2 separate regions of the Triticum aestivum genome follow, and region 1 is linked to region 2. The links are chromatin contacts, called in public Hi-C maps. All regions are on one chromosome and are shown on one strand. The core of a region is the stretch at or near the end of the contact, and the rest is flanking DNA. Distances in the headings are between cores, read along the strand shown.

Evidence for each region. A called contact is a pair of places that touch in the nucleus more often than the background predicts.
Region 1: a contact with region 2 is called in a Hi-C map of leaf, with 4 times the contacts expected there. The contact joins the enhancer-like site here to the promoter of LOC123099952 in region 2. A contact is called at or near these places in 2 of 5 Hi-C or Micro-C datasets (leaf and root).

Annotation. Positions count from the first base shown.
Region 1 is chr4D:315,983,856-315,989,182 of IWGSC CS RefSeq v2.1, reverse strand. No RefSeq gene overlaps it. Among protein-coding and RNA genes, the nearest start is that of LOC123099953, 16 kb to the left of the region's middle. Within about 2 kb of position 1,477, at least 2 of the 8 cell types and tissues checked have an H3K27ac peak or open chromatin away from gene starts, as enhancers often do. A contact at or near this core is called in leaf, where this site is marked.
Region 2 is chr4D:315,778,748-315,784,395 of IWGSC CS RefSeq v2.1, reverse strand. It overlaps LOC123099952 (transcription factor MYB2), which reads right to left and starts at 1,531. Exons shown (of 2, transcript XM_044521964.1): 1 at 1,157-1,531; 2 at 1-657. The coding sequence starts at 1,313.

The DNA.
Region 1 (5,327 bases), core at 228-2,727, 200 kb before region 2:
GATCGAGGTTGGCTTGCCGACCAGCTCGCCCGAGGTCACTGATGATGGAGACGGGCTCCGACGACTCCGCCCTGGCTTCCGCGCCTCTCGTGCACGCCGGCTTCACCATGGAGCAGGCATAGACGCAGTTCAATGCTGCCATGGCGGAGGTACAGCCTGCGTCGGCGCCTTTGTCGGGGTTCCAACAGACGTAGGAGGAACATCGGTACAACCTGTTCCTCTTGGAGCAGCACCGGCTGGCGGAGGGCCAGATCTATGGCGAGCGCGCGAGCGAGGAGGTTGTGGCGGCCATGGCCGCGGCGAACCGAAATTTCGCCGCAGAGCAGCGTGCCATCTACGATATCGTCCGCGCTCAAGCCGCCACTCGCCAGGAAGAGGCAGCCGCGGAGGCACAACTGCATGCCATCGCGGAGGAGAACATAGGCAGCTACACCTCCTACACGCCGCTGATGAACCATTAGCCGGCCCGATGGGACAACGACGACTAAGGCGCCACCATTTCCCTCGTGGACCTCACGTCCACCGGCGATGGACAAGGCGCGGGCTCCTTCGAGGATGAGTAGGCCACGGGAGGCGGCGGGCCCTGGTGTCCCATCTGGGCCGGCCCGTCTTCATGTTCTACTCTTCCTCACCGTAGACCACACCTTCACTTCATCGGTCTTATTGCCGGTACTCATGGAGACAACGGAAGGAGGACGACACAGGCTTGAACTCCAGGCGCCGCTGCCGTAGGATAGGTTTAGGAGCGGTTTTTTTGTCCTAAATGTTCGAAATGTAGTTAAATTCGCCGTATTTGTATGAAATCCATCATGTTTGTACGAAATCCGGTCGTGTTTGCATGAATTTCTTCCGGTTTGTTGAAAATAGTTTGAAATGTATGCGGTTAGCGTTGGGTGTTGACCTTCCCGTATCCATGTTCGCGGACTGTTCCCTGTTCATGAACGGATGTGAGAGTTTTTTTAGGTTGCCGCTGGAGATGCATAACTCCAGGCCTGTTGCCCGCTGCCATGCGTGACGCGTGCTTCCTTAGCCGCATTAGAGCCTTCAGCTTCATGGGACGGCTCAATAAAAAAGACGACGTCCTTTTCCTTCCTGAAGTGAGTACTACACCATGACCCATGTGGTAAGAATCCTAACAATTAAAAAAACCTTTCCATGATATTAATATGCATGGTATTTCTGCGAGCGATATTAATACGCAGGTCGCATATACTACCAGAGAAGTGAATAGGCTGCTGTGCTGTCCCAGCAGTCTCACTCAGTCCCCATCTCGGCTAGTCAACCAGTTGTACAATGTCGCTAAAAAATTTCCATGTTGGCTGCCCCATGAACAATGTGTACTACGTCTACACTGGTGGTAGCTCAGTTGCTCGAGAACATGTGCCGTGTGATGCTTGCATGTTTACATGTGTCAACACTTTGCTTTCTCGTACTTAGGCGCTGACAATTGGGACCGGTGCCAGCGAACACTTGTAGCTTTATATGCACGCCGGAGAGGCGGATCCAATGTCTTTGACACACCGCTAGAGTAGTCGCTCCAACTCCATAGGACACACCAAGCTAGCACGTGGCTGTCCCTAGCTATTTATTGTCATCCACATCGTGATCGAGTGCATATATGTGTGAATGGATAGTTGGATGCACACGCAACCAATGCTTTCACATTTGCTTCAAAACAAAATGTTCGTTTTGTGGATACACTCACACCGAATTAACGCGTCATATTTTAGACTTCCTCTTGTTTGCTCCCCTAACTCTAGACGGCTACGGCAAACTCTTCCTCCAGACTTCACTGGCAAGCCCGTGAATTTGCCTCTTCTCTGTCTGCCGCTCTGGCAGCCGGTTGCAAAGAGGGGAATCCCGATGCCTCCACTCCGGCTAGTAATTTAGGTTAGGGCTTTTTAGCCTTCACGGGCGAGGCACTCGGGTGGATGGCGGCGCTTCTTCTTCGAGTTTGCCATCCGGGCTCCGATCCTCTTCGAGTACGTCCGTCTGGACGTAGTCAACGGAGCTCCGGTTTAAATTTCCGCCGTCTCCATAGACAGTGAGGTTAGGGTTTCTCGTCATGTGGCGATTTGGTGTCAGGTTTTTTAATATATACAAGGGCTCAACGGCGAAAACTATGGATCCAGGGCACTGCTCCTTAGGGGCACACGAAGGCTTCCCACTGTCATCGACGAGGCCAAGCCGGCTACAGTAGGGAAGTGGCGACAACAACGAGTCGACAGCAGTAGTGGTTATTTGATGGTCTCAGAATTTTGATGTAATTTTTGTTATGTTTTAGATGCTTTGTTTTTTTGAAAAGGGGGATTACACTCGGTATGTAGCCATGTTTATTAATTATTCAACAGAGTCTGACAAGATAAATACAAAGATCCACCAAAGCCACCCTTACACCTACAAGTATAAAATGTCTCCTGACCGCATTAGCGGATACCATCTAAGTGACCTCAAGAAGCCGCTCGCCTGGCAAGCTAAGAGCACCAACCGGTCTTGGCGTCCCACTGCGCGCACCGCATGCGCACACTGCAGAAACTATCACCGCCATCCGTCGTCCCACCTTCAAGAGTGATCAACGCATTCACCTCGCCGGGTCATTCTGCCATCGACGTCACCACATCGCCACCATCGTGCGCGTGTCCATCAACATGCCCTCATCGCCGAGACTCCACTGCGCCATGCCGCCAAGTTCCGTCGTCTTTCTTGCAGTAGATGCAACGACGCTCTTCCTCTTGTCCCCTCCAGCTGATGACACACAAGTATAGGGGATCAATCGTAGTCCTTTAGATAAGTAAGAGTGTCGAACCCAATAAGATCAGAAGAAAATGGCAAGTGGTTTTCAGCAAGGTATTTTCTACAAGCACTGAAATAGTCGGTAACAGGTAGTTTGATAGCAAGATAATTTGTAACGGACAAGTAATGGTAACGGTAAATAAAGTGCAGCAAGGTAGCCCAATCCTTTTGTGGCAAAGGACAGGCCAAAACGGTCTCTTATAATAAGAAAAGTGTTCTTGAGGGCACACGGAAATTTCATCTAGTCACTTTCATCATGTTGGTTTGATTTGCGTTCGCTATTTTGATAATATGATATGTGGGTGGACCGGTGCTTGGGTGCTGTTCTTACTTGAAAAAACCACCACTTATGATTAACCCCCTCGCAAGCATCCGCAACTATGAAAGAAGTACTAAAATAAAATCTAACCATAACATTAAACATTTGGATCCAAATCGGTCCCTTACGAAGTAGCACATAAATTAGGGTTTAAGGTTCTGTCACTCTAGCAACCCATCATCTAATAACTAATCTACAATGCTTTCCATTAGGCCCAAAGATGGTGAAGTGCCATGTAGTCGACGTTCACATGACACCACTAAGGGAGTCACAACATACATATTATCAAAATATCGAACACATATCAACTTCACATGATTACTTGCAACATGACTTCTCCCGTGACCTCAAGAACGAAAGTAACTAATCACAAATGATATTCATGCTCAAGATCAGAGAGGTATTAAATAGCATAATGGATCTGAACATATAATCTTCCACCAAATAAACCATATAGTAATCAACTACAAGATGTAATCAACACTACTAGTCACCCACAAGTACCAATCTAAGGTTCCGGTACAAAGCTTGAACACAAGAGATGAACTAGGGTCTGAGAGGAGATGGGTTTGTTGAAGATGTTGATGGAGATTGCCCTCCCAAAGACGAGAGGGTTGTTGGTGATGACGATGGCTTTGATTTCCCCCTCCGGGAGGGAAGTTTCCTCGGCGGAATCGCTCTGCCAGAGGGCAAAAGTGCTCCTGCCTCAGTTCCGCCTCGAGACGGCGGCGTTCCGTCCCGAAAGTCCTCCCCTTATTTTTCTAGGTCAAAATGACTTATATACCAGAAGATTGGCACCGGAGGTGGGCCGGGCTGGCCACAGCCCACCAGGGAGCGCCTGGGGGGCCTGGCGCGCCCTGGTGTCTTGTGGTCACGAGCTGGCCCCCTCTGGTAGTTATTTACTCCAGTATTTTTTATATATTCCAAAATAATTCTCCGTAAATTTTTCGCTCGTTTGGAGATGTGTAGAATAGGTATCTCTGACGTAGCTTTTTCAAGTCCAGAATTCCAGCTGTCGGTATTCTCTCTCTTTGTGTAAACCTTGTATATTATGAGAGAAAAGGCATTAGAATTACTCCATAAAGCATTATTATGCATAAAACATTATAAATAACAGTAGGAAATCATGATGCAAAATGGACGTATAAACTCCCCCAAGCTTAGACCTCGCTTGTCCTCGAGCAAAAGCCGAAATCGAAAAACATGTCCACATGGTATGAGAGAGAGGTGTCGATAAAAGCAAAATACGGATATAGTAGCATCATGCTTATTATCATAACAGCAGCAAACTTAATCATAAAGCTTTAACATATAACTTTTATCATATAACTTCTCATGAACAAGTAACAATTCATCACAACATCGAAGTAAAAAGCATAAACTCTTTTGAAAACCAACAAACTATGTTCTCAGTCAACTTTGCAACTACAATTCATCGTATTTTCAGGAAGGGTCTCGTATCGGAGCCTTTTGGCAAGTCCACATACTCAACTATCATTTAATGTTCTATGATTGCTAACACTCACACCATACCCATGATCAAAAAGTTTCAACCGGACACATAGAAAGATAGGGGCTTATAGTTTCGCCTCCAAGCGTATTCACCTCAAGGGTGATGTCAACAATAATAACTCATGCTCCCTCATATCCAACTGGATATATGTGCCTAGATCTTTCCTCACCACATGATGCTTGCAAAAAGAGAAAATAAAAAGGAATTGGGAAGAATACTTTGAATCTTGCATAAAATTAAATTCATAAAAGTAAAAGATAGGCCCTTCGCGGAGGGAAGCAGAGGTTGTCATGCAATTTTTGGTTTGTATGCCAAATCCCTTAATGTAAAAGAACGTCACGTTATATTGCCCCTTATGATAGCAACCTTTATTATGCAGTCCGTCGCTTTTATTACATTACCATCACAAGTTCATACAATGCTCAATTTTCTCGTACACTAAATGATCAAACACATTTAGAAGCGATTTTTATTTCCTTATTCCACCGATGACAACTTACTTGAAGGATCTTACTCAATCCATAGGTAGGTATGGTGGACTCTCAAAACATGAATATGGTTTAAGGTTTTTGGATGCACAATTAGTATCTCTACTTAGTGCGGAATTTTGGCTAGCAAAGATCTTGAGCAAGTACCACATGTTGAAGGACCTATGACAATATAACTTCTATGTGAATATGAACAAACATAAATCATTACATT
Region 2 (5,648 bases), core at 282-2,781:
GGGACGGTGCCTGCTGCTGGATCAGCTGGTCCGTGTCGCACATGGTGGCGGCGGCGCTGGAGGCGTCGCAGGCGGTGGTGAACCACTCGGCACCGTCAACCGCTGCAGGCCAGCTGGGCTGGGCGCCGGCGCCAGAGTCGGTGGTGGACGGCGAGGAAGAGCCGGCGGTAGTAGTGCTCGACAGCTCCGCGACCGAGGCGTCGGGCAGCTGCCCGCCGGCCACGGCGGCGTACTCCGCTGGCCAGCACGCATCGACAGGGAGCTCCGGTGACTCGTAGAGCGCGTCGTCGGCGCCGTGCTGCCACGACAGGGGCGTGTCAGCGGCGGTCTGCACCGCGTCGGCCGTGGCGGCGGCCTGGATGCGCTCGACGAGGCGGGGCATCCAGAGGTAGCGCATGACGTCCTTGAACTGCTGGCTGTTGACGTCGCACTTGAGCTGCTTGGCGTGCTTCTGCACGCGCGTGCGCCAGTAGTTCTTGATCTCGTTGTCGGTGCGGCCGGGGAGGTGCTGCGCGATCTTGGACCAGCGGTTGCCCCACCGCGAGTGCAGCTCGAGGATGAGCAGCTGCTCCTGCGGCGTGATGCTGCCGCGCCGGAGGTCGGGGCGGAGGTAGTTGAGCCACCTGAGGCGGCAGCTCTTGCCGGTGCGCTTCAGACCTGGTACGCAAAGGCAAGGCAAGATTAACCACATGGAATGAATGGAACATCACATCAGTGCTAGCTACTGGAGTAATAAATTCGCCAACTTGGTGATTACTTATGCGGATGCGGATGCGATGCGAGCATGTATGTGACGAGACGGGTGATGTAATGGAGGAGAGATTAGTAATAAATATCCCTATGGCCGGGAATAAAGCTAACCACTAAAAATTCTTCCCCACATCTCTCTCTCTCGTTCACTATAGCTTCCGGCTAGCTGGGCGGCTGCTAGACAAATCAGGCAGTAGGTTCGTAGCTATCTGTTTCCATATATTAGCATGGTGATGCAGAGCGACAGGTTTGTTGCTTCCCCCTCCATGATATACTAGAAATATCTAAGCCTCACGTCTGGCGGAAACAAAATGATGCAAGCAACCAATCTACTACGGAGTACTAGCTAGCAGTTGAAAGAGTAGCATGCATGCATGGATTGGATTGTGCAGTGCAATTATCCTACCTGCTGATCGGGCGAGCGAGTTCCAGCGGCCCTCGCCGTGCGCGGCGATGTAGTTGACGAGCAGGATGTCCTCCTCCACCGTCCACGGCCCGCGGCGGAGGTCGCCGGCCATCACCTCCTCCTCGCTGCTCGAGTCCCTCTCGTGCACCATATCCATGGGTTCAAATCGTCCGCCTCCTCGCCTCGAGATGAAGCTGGCGACGCGAAGGATTGATCAGGCGAGCGAGCCTAGGATTGGCACACTTGCTCGCGTAGAGGACAACTCAGGAGATTTTGGTTTGGTTTGGTTTGCTCGAGACCGAGGCAGTGCTGCTGTGCGGGGAAGAGAAAAGAAGAGAAGAGAAGAGTATGCGGTGATGGATTGGGCGGGAGAGGAATGAGGAAGCTTATATAGACGGGCGGCGAGGGAAGCGGGAGGTGGGGGAGCTGTGGTGGACTTGGGAAGAAGCATGTGGGGGAGCACGCCGCAAATACGGAGATTAGTTTAGGCCTGGATTATTCTATCTTTCAAAGCCAAAAGTTTAGGGTACTACAATTAATCGTGCTTTATTAGGGATGGATGAGGGCGTGGTGGGATATTTACCGGGCTAATTGGCCACGCAGCTAAAATTAAACCGGCTCGCGCTCGCGTACACGGATTTGAAGTCGTGCGAGTTTGACTAATTGACTCGCCTACATTTCAAGTGCTGCTACTAGCTCACTCGCACTCGCTACGCCACGATGGCCACGCGCTCGCGCTGTGGACCTCTTCCCTTCTCTTCCCTTTTGGGTGACAGCCAGGGTGATCTCGTTTTTGCCAGCCAGGAGTAGACAGCTCTACTTCGTGTTTACACCCTCCCTAAAAAAAATATAAGAGCGTTAGATCACTACTATTGCTTATTCGGTCGGAGAATTTTCGCGGGATTTTTTTTTCTTCTCCAAAAAGAGGGTGAATATCCACTGCCTCTGCAATTTTCACGGGATTTTGAAGGTTTGAAACATAATTAAGTTGTCTGTGTACCAATTGTGGGAAAAAGTATCGAGCCTACACAAACTCTAGGAAGACGCAGAGTTTCTGCACCTGAGCTTAAATGAGCTCGGGTGAACAGTAAAATCAAAATAAAATCAAAAAATTCCAACTTTTTTTAGGAGAAACATTGACAAAAGTTTTAAGTGCGTGCAAAAGTTTGTCATGAAATCACATTTCTATAAGGCGTGGTAAAAAAATTAGTACTCTGAAAATGCTACTTTCAAAAGTATTTTGAAGCACTGAATTTGTTTTTTTTTTTGCCACACCTTACAGGAATGTGATTTCAGGATGGATTTTTGCACGCTCTTATAACTTTTGTCAATGTTTCTTCCAAAAAAATTGGAATTTTTTAACTTTTTTCGGTTTTACTATTCACCGAGCTCATTTGAGCTCGGGAGCAGAAAAGCACTTTCGGTACATAATAATATCCTGATTCTGCAAAACATGAAGAATTTTACTTCAGTTTGGACCTCACAAAAATATCACTACCTTTTTTTATTGGATAATACTTTACTAAGCCAAACTATATATATAATTTTTGAAACAGAGGCAAAAGATTTGCTTCGTGTATGAATAAAGGAGAACAAAATAGAGATTTTTGGTGTTACAAACCCTCGAGAATTAAACATTACAACACCCCCTAGTACAGCCATGCCTCCCTCGCCCGGCATGATTTGCCCTAGCTTCTTAGCCCCGGCAAGCAGTGATAGGGCCGCCTCCTTCTTAATCTCACGACGAAGGATTGTCGGCCGGATGCTCTTTTGACAGAACACATGTACGTTTTCTTTCCTTCAAATGGCCCAAGAGGTGAGCATGAAAATCAAGGTGACGGCCTTGCGGGTTAGGATGCTAGCATTTGACGGACCCACACGCCAATCTTTGGTGGAACGCACCAGTTGCCAAGCAAAAGTATCAATATTCTGAATCTGAAGCAAGTCCTTGATCATGCCCCATAGCCTAGTCGTGTAGCGACACTTGTAAAGAAGATGTGATGTGATCTATTGAACACATTTGCCTAGCGGGCAGAGACTGTAGTTCGGCCACTCACATTTGGCTAATCTATCCGCTGTCCAAATCCGATTTTGGATGGCTAACCAAGTGAAAATTTTCACTTTGGAAGGCGCCCATGCCTTCTATATTGTGTGTTCCATATAGGAGACCGAGTGGTGGAAAACACAAAGGAGCTCTTGGGTGCTTCACACCCCTATACAAATTTTAAATGTAAAACTGCCAAAAAAATCAAAAAAAAATCTGAATTTTGGGGATATCAAACTTGCGTTCCCAATCTACTCCCGTGTGAAGTTTCTTAAAAAAAGATATCAGGAAATGTATATGTGGCGAAGACAATACTGTCCGAAAAAAATCCATCCAACAGTGTTTTCTTCTAAACATAGGAATTTTTTCTGTCTTTTTTGCTACGGATACGTTTCTTGGTATTTTTTTCATGAAATTTCACACGGAAATAGATCGGACACCCAAGTTTGGTATCCCAAAATCCTAGTTCTTTTTTCAATTTTCTCGGTTTTTTTAACTTAATGTCCATGTAGAGGGGTGGAGCACCCATGTGCTACAAATCCTCTTCCACCGAGTGGTGCCCTGAAATTGAGCAATGTAGTCCACCGCCACCAAATAGGTGCCACTAGGCGTGTGCTTCCATCGAATGTCATCTAGGGCTTCCTCATTAAGTCAAAAATCACATAAAGTGGCCCATGGCTCAATGAATTGGCGGAAGTGGTCCAAATTACAATTAATCAACATTTTCATAAGACAACATTGATAGGTCACTAATTTGCTCCACTTTTCCAAATAGCGAACAATAGGTTCATACAATTGGAGTAACATATTACCGTGGAATTATTTTCATACAATTTCTTATGTTCATACTTTTTGCTCCACTTTTCCAAATAACCAACAATATGGTACTCCAATCAAGACAACTCTAGTTTGAGCGTGGAGTAAGTATCAAGTGCATACAAAATAGTGTTGGCCTGTACAACAACACATCATCAAAAGCCAATCAAGACATTGACCCACAATCAATTCTACTTACATTCAAATTGCTTAAACATTTCAATATCTCGATTGCCTTCTTCCACAAATTGCGTAAGCAAACTTATCCTCATAACAAGAGAATGGAATGTGATGACATTTTGTTAAAAATGGGTATTATTAATCCAGGAGGTCAATAACCAACATTCTAGGCCGACCTACAACAAAACACCATAGAATTCGTGCCGTGGCCAACCGCGACTCGAAGAAGTGGTGCAAAATGAGACAAAAGGCCAAAATTTATATATTTTTTGCATAACAAGCTTTCGCCACCCTTTATATAGGTAAAAGCATAAACGGCCGAACCGAGGTGCCAAAAGAATCAAACCTGGAGATGCTTAGTTTCCTTGTGGTTGAGTCTGCCCATCCTTCAATTTTTATACTTGGCACGATGGTCAGAGGTGCTCTACGGCATGATGTACATTGTGCAGTTTTGCTAATTTTCTAGAAAACAAAAATCAACGAATTCTGCCAACAGCCCATACAATGTTTTACAAACAACTAAAAAAGACGTTGTTTATTGTTGTTGCATGTGGTTTTTATTTGTGTATGGCTAGAAACCGTCTGCCGGTGACAAATGGTTGTATGTGTTCTGTACGTAGGTGACATTAGTATCATGTCCCGATACTCCCCGCAAAAAAAAAGTATCATGTCCCGATACTTACTTCCTTACGTTAGATACATCTGTTTAAGCGTCAAGTAATTTCGGATGAAGAGAGCAGTATTTTTTTCTCTCGAAACGGAAGCAGTATTCATCTTTTGTTGTTGCACGGGACGTCCATATCAAAACCCAAGACGAGATTACTTGTGCCAATGGATTTTACTGTACCTATCAGTCGGTCGACGAAGATTATACCAGAAGTTGACTTTGCGCAAAACCGAGCGATCTAGTTCAGGGGCTCGTTGTTGGGATCTTTTGGGTCATCCTAAGCGGAAACGTTCGGTACGTGTACATGTCAGAATCACCGACTCTTCGATTTGAGTACCGAAGTCCTCTGCGCGAAATCATCACCCACAAGATCCCAAACCCCCGGTCGATCGCCCGAGAAAGACCCGCACACGATGCTCAATAAACACATGTACGCAGGGGTAGGGCTCTCTCTTTCTTTCGTCGGACAGCGAGTTGTAGCCCCAAGCTTCAGGCGCGGCGGCACAACAATCCAACAGACCTCCACAGTATGAGTTTACACGTGCAGCCAGCTATACGTATTGATGTACACTTGTGTTGCTGTATTTCAAGCGTGCACAGCATAATAGTCTACAAACTACAGCACGTACGACCGCCCAAACCATACCAGCATCTAAGCGAAACGAGCGAAATTTGACCCTTTTTCTTCCCCCTCGGATTCGTGCTCCGACAGATGAGCGCGGCACCGCAGAATTGACAGGCGCAACCACCAGTTTTGTCAAGACGTGAAAACGTTCCATACGAAC